2 separate regions of the Sus scrofa genome follow, and region 2 is linked to region 1. A link is a contact called in public HiChIP or PLAC-seq data. All regions are on one chromosome and are shown on one strand. Each heading gives the region's core, a stretch centred on a gene start, on an enhancer-like site or on the middle of the called end of the contact. The rest is flanking DNA. Distances are from core to core; before and after follow the strand shown.

Evidence for each region. HiChIP or PLAC-seq counts read pairs in DNA pulled down with a chosen protein or histone mark.
Region 2: a contact with region 1 is called in an H3K27ac HiChIP or PLAC-seq map of alveolar macrophages. The contact joins the promoter of SARAF here to the promoter of GSR in region 1. A contact is called at or near these places in 2 of 5 promoter capture datasets (fetal liver and liver), 1 of 47 Hi-C or Micro-C datasets (heart right ventricle) and 1 of 2 datasets of contacts at active chromatin or transcription factors (alveolar macrophages).

What each region holds. Positions count from the first base shown.
Region 1 is chr15:54,377,023-54,384,806 of Sscrofa11.1, reverse strand. GSR (glutathione reductase, mitochondrial) reads right to left here and starts at 2,243. Exons shown (of 13, transcript XM_003483635.4): 1 at 1,450-2,243. The coding sequence starts at 1,746.
Region 2 is chr15:54,929,407-54,936,987 of Sscrofa11.1, reverse strand. It overlaps SARAF (store-operated calcium entry-associated regulatory factor), which reads right to left and starts at 2,998. Exons shown (of 6, transcript XM_001924775.4): 1 at 2,663-2,998. The coding sequence starts at 2,765. It overlaps LEPROTL1 (leptin receptor overlapping transcript-like 1), which reads left to right and starts at 7,130. Exons shown (of 4, transcript XM_021076343.1): 1 at 7,130-7,343. The coding sequence starts at 7,328.

The sequences.
Region 1 (7,784 bases), core at 994-3,493:
CTCCTGAGCTTTTCTTTGCCCGCACTCTCCTCTGGGAAGCAGTTTATCTCATAATGTTAACGTATTCACATTTCTAGCAGGAACCTAAGAACAGGGTGAACCCCTTCTTGACTAGTATCAGTGGAACTAGGCAATGACCATGGATGCCACAAACTGATTATGACATACATGGGGAAGGAGGAAAACAGAGGAAAGTAGAGAGGGACAAAGACAAGAGGTTGTCAAGTGATCTCACCAGTTGTGGGGGGTGGGGCACACTTAGTGGTATCCCTCCACCTGCCTTCTGCAGAGACAGACTTCTAAGAGTCTGTCTAAAGTGTCAAGGTGTTAAGTTGATAATTAACAGTCTTTTCTTTCCTCGTTCCTACTTTCATTTTGAACTTAAAAACCGAGCACTGGACACTAGAGTCAGCCCTTTCACAGCTGTTAATTGTGAGCTTAATTCACATACGGTTACAGAGTAAGGTCTTTGTTAAGTGGTAAGAGATTGCAAACATATGAACATGTCTGCCCTTAAGGGGACATGTAGTGTAATTTAAGCATCCACCCCCACAGGAACGCATCCCCAGTGCCAGGTTACTTTTGTATACAATATTTTAATATTAACAGAGCAAGTACCTCACCCAACTCTTATGATATAAAAGGCCACACCAATAACTTGGGAACGAAACCTGTTCTTTAAATGAAAAGTTTATCAACTGCAGGATTTACAACCCTCTTTTTTGGGGGGTGGGGGATAATTTTAAAATCTCCCCTCCAACGAGACAGGACAAACAAAAGATCTGAGAACTCCTTTAATAGTATATCCTAAATCAATGCAGCCTGTAATCAGTGGTTCTCAACCTTAATTGCAATTCAGAATCACCCTAGGCCGAGGCTACCCACAGGCAGAACTTTTTCAACTCCTCAGGTGATCCGAATGTGCAGCCGAAAGTGTGAACCGCTGCTGTAAATCATTCTGCCCTTGAAAATGAAAGGAGAGGACCGCAAGTCAATGACATAGGCTCCATCCTCCCTTTCCCCCCTTCCCAGAGACGCAGGCAAGCTGCAGTTATCCAGGTGCAGTTTTGGGTTCATAGATTTGGTAATGAGATAGAGCATGGACTACAATACCCTTCCGCCTTGAGGACTGAGGATGCAGGAAAGTTACGTTAGATTTAACCACCTCCTGCCAGCGTTATTATTGCACCTGCGCTGGAACAGGCGCAGGCTTAGCTTCGGGGGCCGCGGAAAAAAAACTGTACACTTCTCTCATCTAAACTTGCTGGGATCCCGCCTCTGACTCGGGTGGGAAAGCGGAAAGGGCAGCGCCAGAGCTCACTAGGAAGGAGCACAGAACGTTTCTGCAGAGAGAGGAGGAAAGAAAGCGGGGCCTCGGGCGCGGTGCTGCAGGGGCCGAGGCGCAAGGAGCAGCACCAGGAGCAGCACCGGGAGAGCGCGGGTACTCACGCAAGTGCCGCCCAGCTTGTGGCTCTCCACCACCGCGGCCCGAGCGCCCAGCTCCGCCGCCCGGCGCGCGCTGGCCAGCCCGCCGGAGCCGCCCCCGATCACCAGGTAGTCGAAGGAGGTCGCGACGCTGCGGGCTGGGGGCCAGCACTGTGGCTGCGACTCCTGCCTGCTCGCCATGGCTCGGGGGAAGACGCTGGCGGGTCGGGTTGGAGGCGGCGCGAAGCGGGAGAAGGCGCGCGCCGCCTGCCGCCAGCTGGGGCCCGCGCTAGCGCTCAGGGTCCAGACCAGCAGGGCCATGCACGCGGAAGTGTGCGCCGCGGGGGTGCGGCCCGGGGGCGGGCCCCGGGGAAGAAGGGGGGCCGCGCGGGCACCCGGCCGGCGCAGCCTCACGGTGACTAAGCACCCGACCCGAGCGAAGGGGGAGGGGGAACGGGGTGGGGGCGGGGCTCGCTGACCGAGGCTTGGCGGGACTGGGGTGGGCAGGCGCGGAGGGGCGGTGTTGCCCGCCCCCCGTGCCCCTGGGTGCAAACCAGCCCGCTCTGCCCCAAATGGGGGTCACCTTTCCTGGATCTCTCCGCCTGGGTCTTCACCCCAGCACGAGTCCGCGAGCCCGAGTGGCATCAGCCGGATGTTGGTTTCTGAAGTCCCAAGGGGCCAAGGAGGATGAACACCTTCTTTTGTTCCCCCAGCCTTTTCTGAGCGGGCCCCTTGGGAGATGCCAGGGGCGACGAATTCTCAGGGAAGGGAGATTTGTCCACCATCGTTTTTGAGGGCGCTGTTTCTCACGGTTTGAGCAACAGACCACCTGAACCCTGGGTCTTAACCCGGATCTACTAAATCGGAAGCTCTAGGTCAGGACCTCAGCAATCTACATTTTAAACACCCCTTCTTTCCAGCTCTCAGGTGAGTTCTAAACATACTCTGTGAGACATTGGGACAGAAGTTTTTGTGATCCATGGATGAAGCATAAAGATAACAAACGTAGAGATAGAGACACAAAGAGTTCCCCCTATAGCGCAACCGGATGGGCGGCGTCTTGCGAGCCCAGGGACGAAGGTTTGATCTCTGGCCCAGAGCAGTGGGTTAAGGATCCCATGTTTCCCTGCAGCGTAAGTCACCAATGCGACTCAGATCTGATCCCTGGCCCCGGGAACCCCATTATGCCACTGGGCAGACAAAAAAGAAAAAAACACCCAGCACTTTGCTCCCAAACTGTCGAGACTGGGATGTCATTTTACAGTGTTTGGACTACCAGTTGGTAGTTGTAAATGAAGTTGGAGCCGTCAATGAAGTAGTAAGTAAATAAATCTGTGTGGCCTGAGCCTATCACCCACAAGGCTGAGAGCACTGCAGTCAGAGGACTGAAAGTTCAGGTTGAATCACAGAGAAGCTAGGCCCAGCACCCTGAAGAGGAGTGGGAACTAAGTACTCTCCAGTTAGAATGGTATCCAGTTATTTTAAGGTGTTTTGTTTTGTTTTTTTCCTGATTAAAATGTAATGGAGGGAGTTCCCGTTGTGGCTCAGCAAGTTATGGATCTTTCCTTCTCTCTGTGAGGATGTGGGTTTGATCCCTGACCTGGCTCAATGGATTAAGCAGCCAGTGTTGCTGCAGTAAGTCAGAGATGCCACTCCAGTATTGCAGGGGCTGTGGCATAGGCGTCGGCTGCAGTGACAGTTCAAACCCTAACCTCAGGTGCAGCCCTAAAAAGAAAAAAAAATGTAATAGAGGGAAAGGAAGGAAAGTTCCTCCTTCCACCAGGCTGCCACATAATAAATGTACACAAAACAACAGAGTTAGAAAAATCCCATTTTAGGAGTTCCCATTGTGGCTCCAAGGGTTAAGACCCTACATAGTGTCCATGAGGTTCAGTCCCTGGCCTTACTCAGTGGGTTAAAGATTGGCATTGCTGCAAGCTGCAGCATAGGTTGCAGATTCTGCTCAGATCTGGCATGGCTGTGGCGTAGGCTAGCAGCTGCAGCTCCAATTTGACCCCTAGCCCGGGAACTTCCATATGCTGCAGGTGCAGCCCTAAAAAGAAAAGGAAAGAAGAAAAAAAATCACCATTTTACAGCTGTCATAGTTATCATTGTGTCATTAGATATCAGTGAATATTAAAACCACTGGATGCAAGTTTGACGAGGGAAGGTGTATTTACACAATCAGAATATGTCCCCACAGATTGCTTATTAATCACGAAAGGGAAAATGGTGACTTTACAGTGGGCCAGATACCACCTTATACAAGTGATCAAAATTGAGCATTGCCAGTCATGAGACAGCCGTCATTGTGTGCCTGGTGATGTGTGACAGAGTTAGCAGTACACAATTTATGTGATATTCCTGCTAGAAATCCATAACCTGAATCTTATCTTGAGTTAGCACTCAGAAAAGGACACATTGAGGGAAATTTTACAAATAACTAGCTTATACTCTTCAAAAGCTGTCAATGTCTTAAAAACAAAGGTTATGGAATTTTTCCAGGCTAAAAATGTTGAAGAATTATGAGGACTAAGGGCAAGGTTTGATCCTGGATGGGATTCTAGATTGGGGAAATTTTCATATAAAGGATGATTGGTGACATTTGAATATGACTTGTATAATATGTCATGATACTACAACAGTGTTAAGTTTCTGGGCTTGAGAACTGTACTGTGGTTAAAAGAAATTACACACATGTATTTAGGAGTAAAGAGTCTGAGTCAGAGTAGCTTGGTTTCATATCCCCCCACAGGCACTGTCATAGTCACATAATCCCTCTGAGAGTTAGTTTCTTCTTGCAGGAAGTAGGAAGGCTGACAAAAAGGAGATGGTCATATCAAAATAGGGGAGGAATGAGCTAGCAGTAACTGGAAGTAGTAAGTAGTAAGCAGAGTGGTGCCGATTGGCTGGATGGTAGGCAGCTCGAAGAGGGTAGTGGGAGATGGGTGGAGTCCTGGAAAGCCTTGCTAGTAACCAGGCTAAGGCATTTAGACCTTACTCCATGGGCAATAAGGAGTCTCTGGAGATTTTTCAGAGATGTCTTTCTCTGGAATTAGATGAAATGGATTGAAAATAGTGAAACAGGCAGTGTAGGAGGCAAAGGTAATAGATGGCAGTATTGAGAACAGACTGAAAGAAACAGATTGGACACATTTAAGGAAGTGAAATTGACAGATTGGGGGAAGGGTACAAGAGTCAAAGATGCCAAGTCTTTTTCTTTCTCTTCTTTTTTTTTTTTTTTTAGGGCCACCTGCAGCATATGGAAGTTCCCAGGCCATGGGTGGAATCAGAGCTGTAGCTACCAGCCTATGCCACAGCCACAGCAACACAGGATCCTAGCTGTGTCTGCGACTTACACCACAGCTCACGGCAGCGGGGATCCATCCTTAAACCAATGAGAGAGGCCAGGGCCTGAACCTGTGTCCTCATGGATCCTAGTTGGGTTTGTTAACTGCTGAGCCAAGAGGGACCTCCCAAAGATGACAAGTCTTGAACCAGGAAATATGGGAGGAAAGTGATGCCTTAAAGCAAACATAAAAACGATAAAAGGAGATAAAGGTCGACATCCTGCTAGTTTTATGCAGGAAAGAATTTTTATTGCATAAGTGCATAATCCCATGCAATATGTTGAAACTAAAGATAAGGTGTTATTTGGGACTATAATATTTTATGGTTATGTAAATGCTTTTCCTTTTTACTTCTGACTTGGGTGGGAAGAGGAACAGGTAGCCATATCCTCAAGCCTTGAAGATTTCAAAATGTATTTAAGTTCTCTTTTTTGAGCAAAGAAGTATGAGCTAAAGTAAAATTTTAGTCAATGTCGTTAATAAGAGGTTATTTTCAGGATGACATTAAATGCTGAGAATGAAAATCAGCTTAGTTACCATTCAAGTGTGGCAGTCTTATGACATCATTATAAACTAACATAATTTGTGGGGAACAGCAGAGCCCCAAGCAGACATTTCACATTTTAATAATTTCATCATTAAAATCTTCTTTTGAACACTAGACAAACTTAAGTGATTTCCGCAAAGACACTGGATTATTTGCCAAAATAATAAGCCAGTGATTAATATGTGTTGGACTAAGCACTGTGCTTAAGAGCTTTATTAGGCACAATGCTAAGGGCTTTCTGTTGTGCCCTCCTAAACTCAATAAATAAATACCATTTTTATCTCCATTTTATAAATGAAGATACTGAGACTCAGAGAGTAAATAACTTACATAAGATTGGAGTTCCCATCGTGGCTCAGTGGTTAACGAATCCGACTAGGAACCATGAGGTTGCGGGTTCGATTCCTGGCCTTGCTCAGTGGGTTAAGGATCCGGCATTGCCGTGAGCTGTGGTGTAGGTTGCAGACGCGGTTCGGATCCTGAATTGCTGTGGCTCTGGCGTAGGCCAGTGGCTACAGCTCCGATTCGACCCCTAGCCTAGGAACCTCCATATGCCACAGGAGCGGCCCAAGAAATGGCAAGAAGACAAAAAAAAAAAGGATTACATAGCTAGTGAATGGCAGAGCTGGGACTCAAATCCGAGGCCTGACTCTGAAGCCTCTTCTTTTAACCCTTAACTGGAATGAAACTATCATATATACTGTCCTATGGTGAAAATACAAGATTCAAGTGTTTTTGCTTGCTTGTTTGTTTTATGGCTGCACCAGAAGCATTTGTAAGTTCCTGGGCCAGGGATTGATTGAATCTGAGCTGCAGTTGCAACCTACACCACAGCTGTGGGAACACTGGATCCTTTAACCCACTGACCTGGTGGGGGATTGAACCTGCATCTCTGCAGCGACTGGAGTCTAATTGGACGTAAAAGATTTTGTGCAGCGAAGGAAACCACTGACAAAACAAAAAGACAACCTACTGAATGGGAGAAGATATTTGCTAATGATATGACAGATAACAGGTTAATATCCAAAAATACAAAGAAAGAGCTCTGACAATTCAATATCAAAAATACAAACAAACAAAAAGATTACGAAATGAGAGTTCCTGTCGTGACTCAGCAGAAATGAATCTGACTAGCACCCATGAGAATGCAGCTTCAATCCCTGGCCTCGCTCAGTGGGTTAAGGATCCCGCGTTGTTGTGAGCTGTGGTGTAGGTCGCAGACATGGCTCAGGTCTGGCATTGTGATGTAGGCCAGCAGCTACAGCTCCGATTTGACCCCTAACCTGGCTACCTCCATATGCCGCAGAAGCGGCCTTAAAAAAAAAAAAAAAAAAAAGTTTGGCAGAATAGAGTTCTCTTGTGACACAGTGGGTTAAGGACCCAGTGCTGCACTGCAGCAGTGTGGGTTTGATCCCTGGCCTGGGAACTTCCATATGCCAAGGGCAAAAGACCTGAATAGATATTTTTCCAAAGAAGTCAGACAGAAGGCCAACAGGCACAAGATGCTGAGAAATGCAAATTAAAATCACAATGAGATATCACCTCACACACCTGTCAGAATGGCTATTATCAAGAAGACCACAAATAACAAATGCTGACAATGATGTGGAAAAATAAGGGAACTGTATTAAACTGTTGGTGTGAATGTAAATTGGTGCAGCCACTGTGGAAAAAAGTATGGCGATTTCTCACAATACTAGAAATAGAATTACTGTATGACCCAGCAGTTCCACTCCTGGGTGTATAGATGGAAAAAAAAATGAAAACAGTAATTCAAAAAGATACCTGCACCCCAAAGTTCAGAGCAGTGTATTTCGCAGTTGCCACAGTATGGAAGCAACCTAAGTGTCTATCAACAGATGAATAAAGGAGATGTGGTAGGAATTCCCACTGTGATGCAGTGGGATTGTTGGCATCTTGGAAGCTCTAGGACACAGGTTTAAGTCCCTGGCCCAGCACAGTGGATTAAGGATCCAGCATTGCCGCAGCTGCAACTTAGGTCACAACTGTGGCTCAGATATGATCCCTGGCCCTGGGGACTCCATATGCAATAGAGCAGCCAAAAAAGAAAAGAAAAAAAGATGTATATATCATATATATATAAATATTTATCATATGTATATATCATATGTATATATAACGGAATAACTACTCAGCCATGAAAAAGAGTGAACTTCTGCCATTGCCACAATATGGATGTACTTGGAGAGTATTGTTCTAAGTGAAATAAATTAGATAAAGACAAATACTATATGAGGGCACTTATATATGGAATCTAAAAAAATAAACTAGTGAATATAACAAAAAGGAATCAGACTCACAGATATAGAGAACAAACTAGTGGTTACCAGTGGGAAGAGGGAAGTGGAGAGGGGCAAGATAAGAGCAGGGATTAAGAAGTACAAACTGTTGTGTATACACAATAAGTAAGCTATGAGTTCCTGTGGTGTAGGCAGCTGCAG
Region 2 (7,581 bases), core at 1,749-4,248, 550 kb before region 1:
ACACACATACATAAAATATCTAGAAATAAACTTAAAGTCAATATGTGACATATATAAGAAAATATACATACAATAAAACCTAAATAAATTTAATGCACTTCCAAACAGGAGCCCAGCTGGGCTCTTTTGGAACTGGAAAGGAATTATGTTCAAGGTTAACATCTATAAATACCCAAAAATTTCTTGAGAAAGAATACATTGCTTAAGTAAGCAAATAAGATATATTATATAGCACAGCAAAGTAGAGACATTACTTTGTAATAACTTTAAATGGAGTATAATCTATAAAAATATCAAATCACTACACCTTAAACTAATACAATATTGTAAGTTAACTATAAATTCAATTTAAAAAATGCACTGTTTTTATAGTCAATTAAAACAGAATGCATTGCTCTACCAGATAATGAAGCTTACTATAAAATTAGAATAATCAAAATAATACAGAATCATAACAAAAACAGGCAAGTGAACTGTGAAACAAAAGTCTAGAAATAAATCTAGATATGTGTGGGAATTCAATATAAGATAAAGTGGGCTTTCTAGAGTTCCCGTAATGGCTCAGTGGTTAACGAATCTGACTAGGAACCATGAGGTTGCGGGTTCGATCCCTGGTCTCGCTCAGTGAGTTAAGGATCCGGCGTTGCCCTGAACTGTGGTGTAGACTGCAGACGCTGCTCGGATCTGGCGTTGCTGTGGCTCTGCCGTAGGCAGGTGGTTACAGCTCCGATTAGACCTCTAGCCCGGGAACCTCCACATGCCGAGGGTGCGGCCCTAGAAAAGACAGAAAGACAAAAAAAAAAAAAAAAAAAAAGATATAGTGGGCTTTTTAATTTAGTGGGAAAGGAAGTCTTCTTCAATAAATGGTTTGGGCATAACTGAGTAAATAGCTAAAGGAAAATCCACCTAAAGCTATATAAAAACTTAATTCCACATGGGCCAAAGATCTAAATTTTCAAGAAACATATTAGAATGCCTTCATGATATAGTTCCTCAAAAGAAATTTAAGGTGGAGTAGAATTTATAAAAACTAATTGAGTTTACACTGCAAAATATTTTGGTGCCTTTTGTTCCAGAAGAGTAGTTTTATAGTGTAGGTAGACTAAGAACTACCAGGAAATGGTTCACCATTAATTTAAATATGGTTCCTTTTTTTTTTTATTATTCCCCTGACTCTTCATCTATAAATTTCCTTTTTTTATTTAAGAACTGATTGAGGGAGTTCCCACTGTGGCTCATCCAGTTAAGAACCCAACTAGTATCCATGAGGATGTGGTTTGATCCCTGGCCTCACTCAATGGGTTAAAGATCTGGCTGGCATTGCTGCAAGCTGCAGCGTAGGTGGTAGATGTGGCTCAATTGCGGTTGTGGCATAGGCAACTGAGTTGCTGTGATTGTGGCATAGGCCAACAGCTGCAGCTCCAAATGACCTGTAGCCCAGGAACTTGCAAATGCTGCAGGTGCAGCCCTAAAAAAAAAAAAATAAAAAAAAAGAAAGAAAGAAAGAAAAGAACTGATTGAGGGTTCAACTACTTAATGTTTTAATCTAGTTTCTAAACTATAATTCTGATCAAAGTCCTATTTACATGAAACTTTCTAGGAATACATTAGGAAAATTATACCGACATCATTTAAATCCAACTTGACTTTTCATTTATTAGTAATAAAACATCCACATCAAAGGAGTACTCAAAGTCAAGTACTTACAAATAGTGCCTTCTCTCTCATTTTAACATTTAAGAATAAAATAAGAAACTACAGAAAAATCTGTTAAGTTCAAAAACACAGGCATTTCCTCTCACCAAGTCATGATTGCAACATTAGTACACATTCCATACCTCAACATCTTTCCTTTCCAAACCAAAAATGATGTTTTCATAGTTTAAGTCATTTTTTTACATCACTCCTATTTAAAGCATACATCATTTATTAAATGGAAATCTGTATTATGTGTACATACATACACACACAATATTAATTACACGGAATACTATCGATCCCATAAAAATTTGTTAGACAAGTCTAATAACATAGTGATATAAAAGAAACTTTTCCCTAGAAATCACTTACCGTGTACCATCACACACACAAAATTTTTTTTTAATTCAATGGGAAAAGCTGGTGTAACGCAATGTACTTTGCTGTAATAGAATAAACAGCACAACTTGTGCTCAGGTAAACAGTACAGTTTATGATTCTGCTAACCGACTTCCAAGGTTTGCAGCCCTGTTCACTAAGTGTGACTCAGAGATTGCCGGTGCCATGGCAACTCTCAGGTGTAGCAACAGGCAGCCAAGAGAACAGCCATGACATCAGACACTCTTGACAACAAAACAAGAGGCGCAGGTGAGGGACGAGATTTCCAGCCAGACTCAGGGGATGAGGGGTGTAGCCCGAGGAAGGAAAAGGTGGGCAAATTCTAGGAATCCAGGGAAGGGAGATGGGAACATTAATTACATTAGATCGTCCCGCCCCGCCCCGCCCCGCCCACTCCCCAACAGTCTACACTTGTCTGGGAAGAGCAAAAGATCCAGGCAGGACAGAGATGAACAGCGAAGAGGATGGAAATGAGCAAATAGGGTAGAAGGGATATGGTCCCCAGCCGGGGTCCTCTCAGCGCCTGCCGAAGAGAGCAAGAGGAGGGAGTGAGGGCAGCACTCACCAGGGTCGTTCCAGCCCCGGGTAGGGCCCGCGATCAGCAGAAGCAAAAGGAGACCGAAGAAAGGGCAGCATCTGGTCGCTTTCGGCCCGCCGGCCGCCGCCATGGCGCTTGGTGAAGATGGCGCGCAGCTGCGGGGTGCTCGCGGGCCAGAACACCAGGCTGCGGAAATCCGCGAGGCCCTACGCAACGAAACTGCAGCTCGGGCCGCGGAGAGAAGACGATCTCTCCGTAGACCCGCAGCCTCAAGGAAGGTCGGTGCGCCTGTCTAACGTCACTGCCGCTGAGGCGCGTGGGGGAACAGGAATGGTCGAAGCTTGGCCCCGCCCCAGGGGCTCAGAGCCGCTGAGGGCGGTGGTGGGGGCAGGGTGGTGGTGGGGGCGGGGCGGGCCGCGTTAAGGGCGGAGCCAAGGGCGAGAAGCAGGGCCTGGGGGCGGGGCCGCGGGCCGGCCTCCTGCGGATTCACGGTGAAGGTGCTGTGGTTGAAGAGAGTGAAACCATCGCAAAGCAAAAGCTAATGTAGTTAAGTGATGTATTTACAAAACCTCAATAACCTTCCAGAGGAAAGTTACTGTGCCTTAATCAACTTTATGGCTTCAGCACTTAGCATAATTCGTGTTCTATTAGTTTGCTAAATACATAGGAGATTTAAAGAGAGAGAGCGTGGAAATATATTGTCTAGTTTCAGAAGCTCAGAACTTTTATACATTTCCTCCAACGTGGAGGCAGTGGGAATTTACAAGATATGAGGAGTAAAAACTAACACCTAAAGAAAGAACCAGCCAGACAAAACTGTTCTAAGAATGCGTAAGAATTATCTTTGAGGTCTGACATGTCTGGGGGAGAATTCCTTCATTCATTACTTCAACAAATACAGGATGAATGCCTAGTATGTGTCAGGTGCTATTTTAGGCTGGAGGCGACACCATCCTTGAACTCATGGAGCTTACATTGAGGAGAAATAGGACAAACAAATTACATACTAAGTTAGTAAATGAAGATGAAGTGATAAGTGCACTGATGGAAATAAAATAAGATGATACAAAGAGACTGGGAGACAATCAGGGAGGACCTTGCTGAGGAAGTGATTTTGAAGCTTTGAGACCTGAATGATGGGAGAATATACAGATCAGGGGAAGAGGTTTCTCCACCTGAGGAACAGTGGATGCAAAAGCCCTAGCTTTGTGTTTTGAGGAACACCGTTCACTAATTTGATGAGTATCTTAATATATTTAGTACCTACCACTACCTAACAGTACCTGCAGGCACTGTTCTAGGCACTGGAGATTCTGCAATGAATGAAACAAAATGTAGTGGTTGGAAGAGGCAAACAAAGCCAGTACAACTGAGGCAAAGTAAACTTGGAGAAACGTGGAACAAGAGAAGGCGTAACAGTGGTGGCTTGGAGTGGGACTGAAATAAAGATAACCACATGTCAGGTTCAAGGTAACTGTCAAGACCCAAGCAGATGTCAAATAGACACTTGGATATACAAGTCTGGACTTCAAGGTAAGGTAAACTATGCAGTTGTTATCAAAATAAAAATAGTATTTAGTGCTACAGGAAGAGATACAATACATAGGATCCGGCATTGCTGCAGCTGAGGCATAAGCATAGGTCACAATTGCAGCTTGGATTCAATCTCCGGCCCAGGAACTTCTGTATGCCATGGGTGCGGCTGGTGCGTGGGGGGGGGGGGGGGGGGATTACAGCTTTACAAAACTGTGGAGAGTATTAAATCAGATAAATGTTTATAGCAGCTGCTCAATAAACAATAGCTCTCTTCCTCTCACCCTCATCCTATCTTTGCAAATTGAGGTGGGAAGATAAGCCATCTGAAAGAAAAGTTTTGAAACTTTGAAAGGTAACACTGATTAACTATTATATAAGAATATTTAGAGAACATTCAAAGGATGTAACATTAATGCTTAGATTCACTTGGAAAACTAATGAAGAAAAATTCCTGACATTCTTTCTCAGACACTTACTATCAAGCTTTAATATGCATAGGACTCCTTTGGGATGCTGGCTACAGCTCCGATTAGACCCCTAGCCCAGGAACCTCCATATGCTGAGGGAGCGGCCCTAGAAAAGGCAAAGACAAAAAATCAAAAAAACTTGAGATTCCTGTGCTCTGCCCACAAAAGTTCTGATTCAGAGGTCTGGAGTGGGAGTTCCCATTGTGGTGCAGTGGAAACAAATCTGACTAGGAACCATAATGGCTGCAGGTTCAATCCCTGGCCTCGCTCAGTGGGTTAAGGATCTGGTGTTGCCATGAGCTGTAGTATAGTTCGAAGTTGTGGCTCGGATCCCATGTTGCTGTGGCTGTGGCGTAGGCTGGCAGCTACAGGTTCGATTATACCCCTAGCTTGGGAAACTCCACATGCCTCGGATGCAGCCCTAAAAAGCAAAATAAATAAATAAATAAAAGGTCTGGAGTAAGACCCAGGAATTTGCATTTTGAGGAAGCATCCAAAGACTTCTGTTGTAGTTGGTCTTTGAAATATAACATTTAGAAATATTGTTTTTAAGGTCTCAACTGACTCTAGACAACATTTGTAGGCCAAAAAGTAGTCCTTAAGGCAGTGAGTGTTTTGTTTTGTTTTGCTTTTTGCTAAAACACTGTGGATCTAGTGGAAAAAGTCAAAAGAGCATCATCACTTAGAATTTCTTCATGATTAGGAATGCAAAAAAATATAGACCCCCCCATAACCTGAAGATCAATCCCAGTTGCCCATTAATATCATCAAGGACAAGTGTCTGTAATACCCATTTGTCTTCACAAGAGGAAATTAGGGGACTACCACTTTACTCAGCCACTAGGGCTTCCTAAAATGCAATCTTCCTCCCCACCCCCCAGCCAAGCTATGAGCCTATGAGATGAAATCCTATCACCCCATCACCACCCTCACAGATCAGCTACCTAGACTGTGTTCCTTCAACCATCCCTGCTTTCAAGGACACAATACCATGGAGCAAAACAAAAGGTATTAGTGGTGACAATTTGGGATGGAATTATGTACTTCAGGAATTCTACCTACTCCTTTCAAGATGGTTGGGGAGGAGAATGCATATGCCTGCTTCAATAGTTAGGGAAGGAGCTGGTGGTTCCCAGACCCTCTAAACAGAGCATTTCCATAGCATATGCTCAAGAGTGCCTTGTGTTTTGCTAGCACATCCTTAAATGGAAACTCTTCATGTTTCAAAAGACAGCCAAACTTTTTTGCAGTAACTCGAGTAGAAAAACAATTCTCCTCCACAAGGAGCAGAAGCCACTTGTTTTTTTTAAAATTCTAATTTTGGAAGTTTCCTGGAGGGAAGAAGGTTGGACAACACCTTTAGCTTCCCAGAGCTCTCATTTTAAAGCATGCAGTTAAAATCTCGAACCATTCACTCCCAAAGTCTTATACACCAGTTAATCTTAGTCTGATAACGGAAAAGACTGAAAAATTCAAATTTATGTCACCCCCATGCCCCCCTCCACTCCTGCCACCTGTATCTTTTTAAATCCTTCGAAAGATTCTCATTGCTCAGATGAAAAAACAAAACTTCTTCTCTAGGACTCTGCTGTATTACCAATCTGGCTCACCTCAACCCCGATTGGCACCATTGGCCTTCTCTCTCTCAACAGACCAAGCTCCAGGCTCCCACAGTTGGCCGCCAAAGCTCACCGCTGGCCCGCCCAGGCAGACACTATCCCCTCCCCTTGATGCCTTTCCCTTTGACTCCTAGTTACACACCTGGTCATCCCCCTGTAGTCCCTTCCTCAGGGAAATCTCTTCTGATCTAACTCAAAGACTTTAATAGGACTATCTACCGATTTTCCTAGCAATTATCATCGTTGCAATTTTACGCTTTTTTGAGTCATTCTCTCACCAAACCGCAAGTTCCTTAAGGGTAGAAGTCATACCTAGTTTTGCACACCTCGGTGCCCACCCCTATTCCCCACACATAGTAAATGTTCGATTTCTAGGATGACTTAAATAATTGTATTTGTACCTCTGCTTTCACCTTTTTTGCTTAGCTCTGTTACTACCAAAAACCGATTCTCACAGACTCCCAAGAGCTCAGATTTGTATTAAATCCACCTGTTACTGGGTCCCGCCGCTCCTATCTCCGGAGGTGGGTCCCATCAGAACGCTAGCTCTGTGTCGGAAATCGAGGAGCTGCATGCAGACCAGTTAACTGGCCTTATTGTTCCTTTATCACAAGATGAGGAAGAGAGAGAACTGGTTGGGCTTTGAAGAGCAAAAGGATCCCCCAAATGCCTCCCAAAGGACAATGGTCACTCTCGCTCCCTTCTCCTCCAAAGATGTAGGGGGTTGCGGGAAGCACGATGGGGGCTCCAGAACAGAGCTTCCCTGACACTGCACGGAACACCGCCCAGCAGTCTCCACCACCCCGGAACCCGGGCGGCGGCGGCGGCGGGAAGCCTCAAAGGGCAGCGACCGCGCAGGAGCGGAGGCGCGGAAGGAGGGGTCGGCCCGACCGCCCCCACCCCGGCGCGCCCCCCACACCCCCGCGCCCCCGCGCGAGCGCGAGCCGGCGGCGGAAGTGCTGTGTCGCGCACTTCCGGGTGTTGTCTGGACGCCGTCGCCGCGAGTCTCCGGTCTCCCCGCAGCTGCTGCCGCCGCCTGGGGTCCCGGAGGCAGGAGCGACGTCACCGCCATGGCCGGCATCAAAGGTGGGCCTGGGGCGTTGGGCGCTGGAGGGCTGGGCTGCCGCCTCGAGGGATGTCGAGAGGGCCCACACGGGCCCCGCACGCCGCCTCCCGGGGCCGGGCGCGCGCCGCGGAGTCCCTGCTCTGGTTGCCGACCCCCGCCCCCCCGCCTTGGAGCCGAGGCGGGCACTGTGGCCTCGGGGCAAGGACGACGGGGTCGGAGGCTTCCCGGGCAGCCCCCACTTTTTGCTGAGCTCGGCAG